Linked DNA regions of Dromaius novaehollandiae: region 1 is linked to region 2. Evidence: chromatin contacts called from public Hi-C data. All regions are on one chromosome and are shown on one strand. Each heading gives the region's core, a stretch centred on a gene start, on an enhancer-like site or on the middle of the called end of the contact. The rest is flanking DNA. Distances are from core to core; before and after follow the strand shown.

Region 1 (5,187 bases), core at 1,662-4,161, 170 kb after region 2:
GCTTTCTGAACTATAAAACTATAGATGCTTAATGCGTCAGTCAGTACCGATGTGTTTTCTTGGCTGGTGAAAGAGACCTTTCCATGCTCGCACTTGGTTAAGCAGCACCTCGGCGGTGCTGCCCTTCTCTGCGCGAGGCCAGGACCAAGGCAACAGCGAAGGCGCCTCTGGGGACACCTCATGTGGCTCTGCCCACACCGAAAGGAGGCGGAGAAAGGGGAAAAGGAGGCTCCCTTTGGAAACAAGGAAAAAAACCAAAAAAACAAACAAGCAAACAAAATGCCTCTTGGCGCCTCACCGTGCCGGCACAGCCTGTCTTTGCTCCCCGGGGCAGGGCGCGGGCCGCCCCGCGGCCGCGGCAGCCAAATGGCCCTGCGGCACGCCAGAGCGATTGCTTTCCTCGCGCCTTTCCAGGCGCTGATGAGGAGCCAGCGCAGGCGCCTCGTCCGTGGGATGGCGCCCTCGGCACCCGTGGCCGCGGCCAGTGCCGCCCCCAGCCCAAAGGTCCCGTGGGAGGCCCCGCAGGTCCCCCATGGCCCCTCTCCCAGCTCATTTCTGAGCCTCCAGGATTTGTGGTGGCCCTCAGATGGTGCAGAGCTCCTGCGCCCCGGCCATGCCAAGCACCGGCCTTTCAACCAGCAAAAGCAGCTGCCCCTCATGCCCAGGGCTGCCTCAGCCACCGGCTGGCACCCGCCGAGTTGCTCCCTGTGGGAGCCACACACGTAGCTGGAATTAAGCCCTAAATGTACAATTTCGTGCCTTTGAGGTCTTGTCCTTCAAGGGTACCTAAAGTTTGCGCCTCCCATTTAAATCGATGAGAGGAGCAGGTTGCCCCGATCCCTCCCAGGGCCTGGCTTTGAACTCTTCTCACCGCTGGCCGAATGAGCCTTCTTGAGCGGGGATGTTCGACCAAACAGGCTCCTCGCCTTGCATATGCACAAAACAACCAAAACGGAAACCTCCGAAGACAGCTGCTCTATTGAAAGCAAGAGGAGGAGAATTGGGGTCTGGAGAGCAAAGGCCTAATTAGCTGTAGGGAGTGAGACAATCTGATAACAAATATCAGGTAGATGATCTGCACTGACAGGGAAGACTGTTACGCCTTAACAAAGTAGAAGGGTAATAAACCCCTGGCTGTGCCAGTTTGTTAGGGATTCACTGCATCGGTGTAAAAGAAAAGCCGCTTTGACATTTATAACTGATGCGGGTTTTTTTTTAATGCGACTAGCTCTTCTGATAGAAAACATTTGATAGATGTGTGCAGGGTGAGTGAAGTCTGCTTCATAATACCAAGGATATTACAATGTAAATGCAGACAAAGTCACGTGAAACCAGTACAATATGGTACTCTGTGCTACTGTGGAGTTATGCCTATAGATAGCTATATAGATATAGCTATCTAATGACTATGTAAATTGGCTGATTTGGAGATAAAAGGGAGTTAAAGAACAGTTCCTTGGAGCTCTTTCTCAGGATGATGTTTCAACACTTGTTTTTCACCTTGTGTGTGCCACGCCAAGCTTCTAAGAACAAGGTTATTTGAATTTTGAATTCCTAGTACTGATTTTAATTTTAGTGGTAGAGTTTAATTTGAATTTCTTCTGGTTTCTGCTATGCAAAAACACAACTGCATAAAACCACCTTGTTTTGGTGGATGCAACTAACAAAAACTGTCCAAACTGACATTTCTGACAAACCAAAAACTTCAGTAAATGTCTAGGGTCCTGCTCCTGGTTGTTGTAGTAATAAGTCTACTGAGTTCAAACTGACCAAGAAGGAACCCCGAAGCAACCTGGGGTTTCTAAACTGCCGTCTTTAAACAACAGCTAAAAATCTACTTGTGACCTAAGTCCCTCTGAGCTTTTTCCTTATTTTGTCCAGTTCAAGAGTTCAGTTTCTTAATCTGTACAGTTAGGCTTTCCTGCAAAATTAAAAGCAAAGCAGAGGGAAGAAGTAGTCTGTGCATATCCTGGGCACTTCGCTGGTGTGCAAAACCACTGGGTGCAGTTCCAGGGTGTTTCACAAAGAGAGAACAAATTAAGCATAACAAAACAGCAGACGAAAATCACTTTGCTGGTTTTTTAACCCTGTGGATCGCCTAGCAGAATGGTATCTGATTGCAAAAGCCTATTTTGCTCCTCAGCAGCGCTGCGGCACCAGCTGTGCTCGGCCAGCCTGCCCCAGCAAACTCTGCTCTTTGGGGAGCGCAGGGACGCCTGGGCACCTGGGGAGGCCTCCTGCCAGTGGCCCCCTGCTCCCAAGGGGAAGAGGCAGAGAGCATGGTCAGGAGAGGAGGGCACCCCTACGGTCGGAAAGAGGATATAATCTTTATGTCAAAGTGCATTCAAGTTGGGTCTGAAACAAAAGGAAAACGCCGTTTCACGGGGTAAATCCGGCCACCTCGAACTGGGCGCTCACCTTGGTGTCCCGGCAGGGAGAGGAGGGCTCACCTTCAAAACCCCTACACGGCAGAAGAGCCCATCTGAAGTGTTTGTTTGGGGAACAAAAGTTTCCTTATACCTTGACAGCAGGGCTGCCTTCAAAGCCCTCGTGCAAATAGAGCTGGGTGTTTATTGAATTCCTCCGCACCGAATATATACATGCCAAGGATTTTAATTCTTTCATAACTGTTAAGCACTTGGTTGTATTTCTATTTGAGGCATCAAGATGGGAATTAATAGATAATTGTGTAAATTTTGGTCTGTTTAGATTTGGGCAAAATTGGGCAAAAAACAAGTATGCAGAAGTTCAGAGGTTCCCCACGCAGAGAGACTCACTCCTATCCCTAGTGGCCTGTTTTGTGACAAAATGTGTCATAAAATCTCAGACATGGAATAAAAAAGCCCACATATTGCTTTTGATAACTCCTCACCCTCAGGCTCTCTGAACAGATGGGAGCACTAAACACCAAAATTCTTAAGCTTACAAACTGGCAAAAGGCCCGGCAGTGCTGCTAACAGAAGGAGTTGTACTAGCTCTTCATTATTTACAAATCAAAATTCTTCTGGAAAGAATTACTATAATATGTAGGACATGATCCCAGGGTTTTGGCAAAACGCATTAGTAACATGAGCTATTGATCCCAGGAATTAAATTAGACCTTTGAAGGTTGAAGTGTGAGGTTGTCTAATGTGTTGTGAACTTCACCTCTAATGGAAAGTTGTTTACACCTGTTGGAAGTGTTTGAGTTAACACATGGAAGTTGTTCCTCGCATGAGGGAAGAGGTAGGCCACTCATCTCAGACGGTGTCTGTAGAAATCAGGGAAGCACTTCTGGACTGGATATGTGGCTATAATATCTCTAGCACAGGATTAAGATGCTAAATCCACTTTATCTCTTATTTTTTGTCAAATGCAATCTTTTGGGCTCAAATACGCCATCCTGGAAAATTGTTGCAAGTTATCCAAAGCTTTTTATTCTGTTAAAAGAACATTGTAAGAGTTTTTTGTTTGGGTGGTTGGGGATTTTTGCTTCTGGATACTGTCCAGATGGTTTACTTTTAAGAATTCGAATAAATCGGTATCAAAAGGGACCTGCAAAAGTATTGCTGTCTTTGTTTGAAACATAGTTATGAAACATAGTTTTGGAAATAAAATGGTGGGCACAGAGGGCTCAGCCATACTGAATTGTTTAGTGTCAGAAAAATAGGGAGTTCTGGGCCCCGAAGCCAGTGGGAACGGGGAGCTGCCGATTCTCACGGAGGTGAAGCAGAGAGGAGACCTGTCGCAAAGGCACCTGGAAGCATCTCACCTTCGTGAGAGGCAGATACTCCGTGGTTCCCAAAGCGTTTCTGCCAACGCGCTTCATCTCTGATTTGGGAAGGGAGAATGTCATCTGGCGCACCGTCTTTGCAAGCAGTATGCCCTCCGCTTGTACTGCAGCAGCTCCAGTGGGTCGGGGTGGATGGAGACATCCACATAGCAACTAAGCGAGTGGTACTTTCATCAGGTGGGACACCCGTGCGGCTCGCCAGATGACATCCCTCGTGATGGGATACCAATCACTCGGAAGCCGACCGAAATACCGTCTTGGTTAAACTTTCGCTGGCACTCCTGTTGTTTCCTTTAAATGTTTTGGTGTTGATGTTGTTTTGTTGAAAAATTCCTGTCCAGCTCTGCTCCGTATCCCTTGCTTCAGTGAGCTGTCAGCACTCTCTGATTTGGCAGGCTTATGGCAGCCACAGAGCAAGGAAACCTGTAGTACGAATCAATGATATATGTGTCTCCCAGAGGAGGCGTATGATGGAAATCCCAGTTATTCATTATTATTTGACCAGTGGGAGCTTAGAGTTGGGAAAGAGATCGTCTTACAAGTCTCAGTGCAGTAAACAGAGCCCCTTCTTTGTCCCCCTGAAGCAGTGGCAGTCTGTTCAGGCCCCGAGTTTGGGACCATCCATGCAGAACAAGGGAGGCTGCTGGAGACACGCAGATTATTTGGCAGGCTCATTTCTTTTTGCTGAGCTTCAGTTGCTTTAGAGCCAGAGCAAGATCTCCTGAAGGCAGTCAGGCTCTGATTATTTCTGCAATGCATTTCAGGAATATCCAAAGCAGCGTCAGCCAAGATGCGATAGCGCTAATTTTCTGCGAGAGTTCTGCAAGCTTTGGCCGGAGCCGGCTGTTCCTGTGCTTCGAAAGCTAACCAGTGGGAAGGAGGCTCCGACGCTGTGTCTTTGGATTGCAGCATGGGCAGAGTATTTGTTCAGCTGCATACATGAAGGGGGGCAGGCTCTTCCCCCTGCCGAGCACTTCGGTAGATCTCTCGATCTCTCACCACTTTATTTGGCAGTCTTCACCACGGAAAGCTCCTCTGTTTTTTTCCAGGAGATCTCAGATCCCTGCTCCTGCTAGCTTGCCTGCATGGGGCAGCAATAAAATGTGACCAAAGCAGACCTCCTCCCATGCATTTGCACTTCTGCTCCTGTCAGATCTTTTAAAATAAGCGGAGTCGAGCTTGACCAGTGCTCTCCCCGGGCAACCTTAGAGGGGCAAAGCCCATTGCCTTTCTTCAGCACCCAGATCCGTGGTGCGTGAGACTGCAGCTATCTGCCAGCAGCTCCTCTGGCAGTTGGGTTGTGTTACTCCCTCCTCCCCCATGCTTCTGCTCTACTTTTCATTAGCTTTGTTCTTTAAATAAATATTGTTCTTTCCCACCGTTGGGAATGCAGTTGTCAATCATCTATCTGCCAA
Region 2 (5,459 bases), core at 624-3,123:
CATCTTACATTGATTTTTCTGGGGACTTTAAAACAAACAAACAAACAAACACGCTCCTAGTTTCTTCTGCTTTCGAGCCCGAAAATTGCTCCCCGTCTAAATGCTGCCGTTTATTTGAAGCGAATCTTGACTTAACCAGTGGCATGGATGAGGGTAAGCCCGATCCGGCTACTTTCGGCTACTTTTGCTTTGTTTCTTTTTTTCCTTTTCTTTTTATTTTTTCAATCAGTGCAACTTCAGCCTGCCTCAGCAGCAGCGAAAGGTGGCTGCTTAACTAGCAGCACCCAACAACACAATAAATCCCTTTTTTTCTTTTTTTTTTTTTTTTGCACCGAAAGCCAGCTTTACGGCACATTAAAAATCACACAGAGATATAGAGAGGGCGGGAGGGAGACGCACGCACAAACGGCACCACGGGATAATGGCTGTTTGTAGCAACGAGGTATTTAGCGCTGGAGGGTGAAGGGGGTGGAGACCAGGGTGGGGTGTCCCAGGAGCTTCAGCTGCTGCCGTCCCTGGCACCGAGCTCCTGGCAGTGTCCCCTGAAGCGCCGCCGGCCCCGAGGGCGGGCCCGGCCCCGGCCCCGGCCCCGGCCCCGCCGGCCCCGGCCCCGCCGCCCCCGCCCTCAGGTGCCCGCGGCCCCCGGGCCGCGCCGCTCGCGCCTTTACCTCAGGAGGTGCCGCCCGCCGGCTCCGCGCGGCGCGGCCGCCCGAGCGCCGGCGACCGTTGAGCGGCCGTCGCGGGCGGGCGCCGGGGCCGCGCCTCGCGGGGGGGGGGAGGGGAGGGGCGGGAAGGGGGCCGCGGCAGCCGGCACTTCGCGGGCAGCGGCGCTGCGCGGGCCACTGACCTGCGAGCGGCGCGTCCGGCGCTGCTGAGCGCGGCCTCGGCCACCGTGCGCGTGTGCGGGCGGGGGCGGGAGGCGGCCGCGGCGTGACAGGGCAAGGGCGGCGGGGTGGCGGCCCGGGGGCGGCGGGAGGTGGCGGGCGGGGGCAGAGGGGAGCGCGGCGGCGGGCTCCGGCCGCAGGCGGCGGGGCGCTTCCCCGCGGGGCCGCGGCTGCGGCTCCCCTTGAAAGCGGTGCAGGCGGCGGAGCTGCGCCTGTCACATGATGCGGTTCCTGGAAAGTTCCTGGAAAGCAGCCGTTGTATTTCGCCTTCCCGGGAGGTGGGGAGCGGGGGGGCGCCCCCCCTCTCGGGATCAGGCCGCCCGCTCCTGCCCGCCCGCCCCGGCGGGGGAAGGGGGGGCGGGCGCTGCCGCTTCCCCACGGGCGCGATCCTCCGCCTCCCGCCGCGGCGCGCGTGTGTGAGCGCGGCGCCGGCGCTGCTCGCTGCCCGCACGGCGCCGCCGGCTCCCCGCCGGCTCCCCGCAGGCCCTTCCGCGCCCGCCCGCCGCCGGCCCGGCCCCCCGCGGCTGCGGGGCCGGCGGGCAGCGCCGCCGCAGCGCCGGCCGCCGGCCGGGCTCCGCCGCTCCGCGGCTCCGGCGATGCCGCCGGCCCCCTGACGCCGCCGGCCCGGCCGCCCTGCCCGCAGGCGGCGCCGCCGCCGCGTCCCGCCGAGCCGGGTGAGTGCCGCGCCGCGAGGAGCCCGCGGGCCGCGCGTTCCTCGAGAGCGGCGCTGCGGCCGGGCTGCCCCGCCGGCCGCGGCAGGTTGCTGCTCGCGGGGGCGCCCTGCGCCCGCCGCCGCCGCCGCGAGCCCCGCTGCCTGGGCACCAGGGGGCGATCCCGGCGCTTCCCCGCGAAAGCGGGGCGCCGCCGGGCCCCCTGCGCCCGCGCGGCCGCGGCCGAGCCGCCGCCGCCTGCGCTCGGGGCGCCGCGGGCGCGGAGCCGGCAGGCACCTGCGGCCGGGAGGTGCCGGCGGGCCGGGACGGCGGCGGGCGGTGCTGCGGCGCGGCGGGGGGCGCGTCGCCTTCCCGAAGGACGGAGTTTAACCTGGAAAAGTTGCTGAGCTCCGCCGGGAGCTTCTGGTGCCGGGGAGCCGCCGCGGAGCCGCCCTAACGCGGCGGCTGGTGAGCCCCGCTCTGCCCCGCAGCCCCCGAGCGACCGGCGGGGGAGGAGGATGCTCTCTGCGCCCGTCCCGTCCGCTGCAGCCGAGGGGAGACACTTTATTTTAACACCACCCGGGTTTAGCGGCACGGGGAGCAGGACGCCGCCCGCGCAGCGCAGCGCAGCGCAGCCCCGCGCCGGGGACCTGCCGGGGCGAGCCCACCTCCGCGGCGGCGGAGGGCGGCCGGGGCCGGGCCGGCGGCGGGGGGTGGGGAGGAGACGTCCCTCCCCCGCGCAGCCGGGAGGTGATCCCTCGCCTCGGCTCCCTCCTCTGGATGCTGGGAAGTTCCCGGGCGGCCGCGCCGGGAGCGGGGCTCGCCGCTAACCGCGCTCTCCCTCCGCTCCGCAGGCGCCGCCGCGGCCGGCCATGCCCCCGGCGCGGCGCTGAGCACCGCGGCGGCGGAGCGCAGCCCCCCGGCCGCCCTGCGCGCCCGCCGCGGCCCCATGACCCTGCGCTCCGCCGAGCCCCTGGAGAGCGCCCGGCGGCGCCCGGCTGCGGCGGCGGAGGAGTCCCGGGAGGCGGCGCGCCTGGCCGCGGCCATGGAGGAGCTGCGGCGGGCAGGTAAGGGCGGCGGCGGCGGAGCCCCCCGCGGGCGGCGGCGGCGGCGCGGCCCTTCCGCGGGCTGCGGGCGCCGAAGCGAAAGCGCAGCCCGCGCCGCCAGCGCCGCGGCCCGGCGGGCGCCCGGCAGCGCCGTGCGGGCCGGCCCGGCCCCGCGGTCGGCGGCGGCGCATCCCCCGGCGGCGGCGGCGGCGGCGGCGGCGCGGGCGGGCGCGCACCTGGCCCCGCGGGCGCGCTCCTGCCCCGCGCGGGTGTCGCCCGCCGCCGCCGCGGGTCGCCGCGCTCGGTCGCTCGCTCGCACTTCGCTTCCCGCTCCCGCACAGCCGACTGGGGTCGCTGCGAGAGGCACTGCAAGCGGGTTTTTTGCTCTTTTTCCTTCTCCCCGTGTCAGGCGTTGCGGTGCCGCTGCAGAGCACGGCCGCGGGGCCGGAGCGGCGCAGGTCGCGGCGGCGGCGGGGAGGTGGGTGGCGGCGGCCGCGCGGGCAGGCGCGGGGCCGGGCGAGCCTCAGGGCTCGTGTCCGAACGAGCCGCGCTGCAAAGCCTAAATCCAGACACCGCTTCCATGTCTACAAAGTCTGCGGGACTTCGGCTTTCAAGCAGCAGAGGCAATGTATCGGGCAAAGGGTAGGTTTTTAAGCAAGCGAACGGGCAGCGATGAATAAAGCTTCTCTTTCCTCTTTTAACAGGATGGTACTGGGGCAACATGAGTGTCGCTGAAGCCAAAGAGAGATTACAGGATGCCCCTGAAGGGACTTTCTTGGTTAGAGATAGCTCACACTCAGAATATCTATTGACTATTTCAGTAAAAACATCAGCAGGACCGACCAATCTACGTATAGAGTATCAGGATGGCAAGTTCAGGCTGGACTCTATCACTTGTGTCAGGTCTAGACTTAAGCAGTTCAACAGCGTGGTGCATTTGATTGAGTACTACGTGCTTATGTGCAAGGACAGAACCGAAACACCTTCGAACGGAACAGTTCATCTATACCTGAACAAACCTCTCTATACATCCGCTCCATCTCTGCAACATCGCTGCAGAATAACGATAAACAAATGTACAAATCAGATCTGGGAACTGCCATTACCAACAAGACTAAAAGAGTACTTGAAAGAGTACCAGTACCAGGTATAAATATATACTTTTCTAAATGACTCTAATGTAGAGTAACTTTTGAATGCAATTCTTTAACATCGGCCAAAGAACTGAGTAACCAGTTGTACTACTCGGCATGGAATTGACTATCAAAACAGTGGCAGTTCTGGGGGAAAGGTTTTTATTTCAGATGCCACAAAGGAAGACTTTATGTAGAGTAATCCCAGCTTGCATTTCTGAGGGTTCGACAAGGTGGCGTGTTATCTTGTGAGGAGAGAGAAGCCAGGAATCTGTCCGGATTGTGTTGCTTTGTCAATGGCGTAAAATACTGCACTAACTATCAAATGCTAGCTGAAGTGGTGGTGGGGGAGAGACTGCAAAAGTAGTTGAAGATGTATCAGAGTGAATAAGTATCTCAGTTGTCTGATTCCAAGATTAATTTGGTGCTGGTGCTTGTATAATCCTGAAAATTTAACTGGATCACACTGTGATAATCTTGCCAAAGTTATGCAACCAATCAAATCCAGTCCAAAAAGTGATCATCTATTCAGTTTTTATTGAACTGTAATCCTCGTGCTTTTCTTCAAGCAAAGGAGTACTGTAAGTAATCAATTTAAAACATTGTTTTTCAAAGCTCTCTAAAAATTGGTTTTAAGGTGAAATCCCACATCTTTCATAGGAACTCAGTATATGTCGCTGATTATACCAGATTGGTATCCCAGAATCTTTGTTAACATGTTAACATCTTCCCTGTGGTGATATATCCATGTTATTACTATTAAGCCTCTTTTGGTTGAGGCTTTTGGACTCTATGCTGCAGACTTGCAGTTGCTCAGTTCCAATGTCAAAGCATGGATATCAGCAGTTACGGCTGTCTTCTACAGTGTAGAAAGTTTTCTTCAGCTTGTTTCCCAAAATATGGGGAAGTCCGGATTTGGGTTTTTTTCTGAGGTTGTTTGTTTTTTTCTAATTCACCATTGTAGCTATCAGACTATTACTCAATAAAGTAAACCAAATTGCACAAATATCTCAATCTTTGTATGTATGGATTTGCTACTGTTCAGGAAACAGTGATCCTGTGAACCTATATTCTTTCCCAACAAAATGAATACTCAAATAAGTGTACACATATCATCAGTAATGAGTTCCCTGTACTTTGCCTTTGCAGTACTGCTCAAGGTATAGCAGGATTACGTTCAGATTAGTGGTTTAGAGGCTGCCTGCTGAATTCCCCTTGTTAAGTGTTAGCACAGAACATCATTTTTTTGTATTTACAGCAGTCCGCCACGTGGGAAGATGGGACTAAGACGCTCATGTACCCATTCCTCAGTCTACATGAAAATTATTAATAGAAGAAAAATCCAGGGTGGGAGTAACATGAGAGTAGTAAAGAGAGAAACTAGGGCACATATTCATTCTCAGTCAACAATTTCACAGTTTTAACTCTTTCCCTAGCTTACTTTAATTAAAGCAAATAGACCTGTGTTTGAACAAGGAGGGTTGTCAAGACTTGCTGTGATCTAGCCCTGCCCAGGCTGAAGTAGAAACAACATAAAATAATCTTCTTGTTTTCCTTAACTACTCTGTACTACTGTCAAGATGCTGTGCCACTTCTTGTAAGCTCTGAGGCAATGAGCAACTTATTTTGTTGCATCCAAACTTTCAGTGTTATGCATTCAGTTCTGTCATAAACACGCTGGCAGAAAGGAGCTGCTCTGCTGTGAGACAGGGAAAACAGCACGAATTCGAGGCAGAGGGGATAGCC

Evidence for each region. Hi-C and Micro-C count contacts between places; a contact is called where the count stands out from the background.
Region 1: a contact with region 2 is called in a Hi-C map of liver, with 7 times the contacts expected there. The contact joins the enhancer-like site here to the promoter of SOCS2 in region 2. A contact is called at or near these places in 3 of 4 Hi-C or Micro-C datasets (brain, liver and ovary).

What each region holds. Positions count from the first base shown.
Region 1 is chr1:46,833,425-46,838,611 of bDroNov1.hap1, forward strand. No RefSeq gene overlaps it. Among named protein-coding and RNA genes, the nearest start is that of PLXNC1, 22 kb to the right of the region's middle. Within about 2 kb of position 2,912, at least 1 of the 2 cell types and tissues checked has open chromatin away from gene starts, as enhancers often do.
Region 2 is chr1:46,668,940-46,674,398 of bDroNov1.hap1, forward strand. It overlaps SOCS2 (suppressor of cytokine signaling 2), which reads left to right and starts at 1,874. Exons shown (of 2, transcript XM_064510235.1): 1 at 1,874-2,601; 2 at 3,285-4,721. The coding sequence starts at 2,484. The coding sequence ends at 3,733.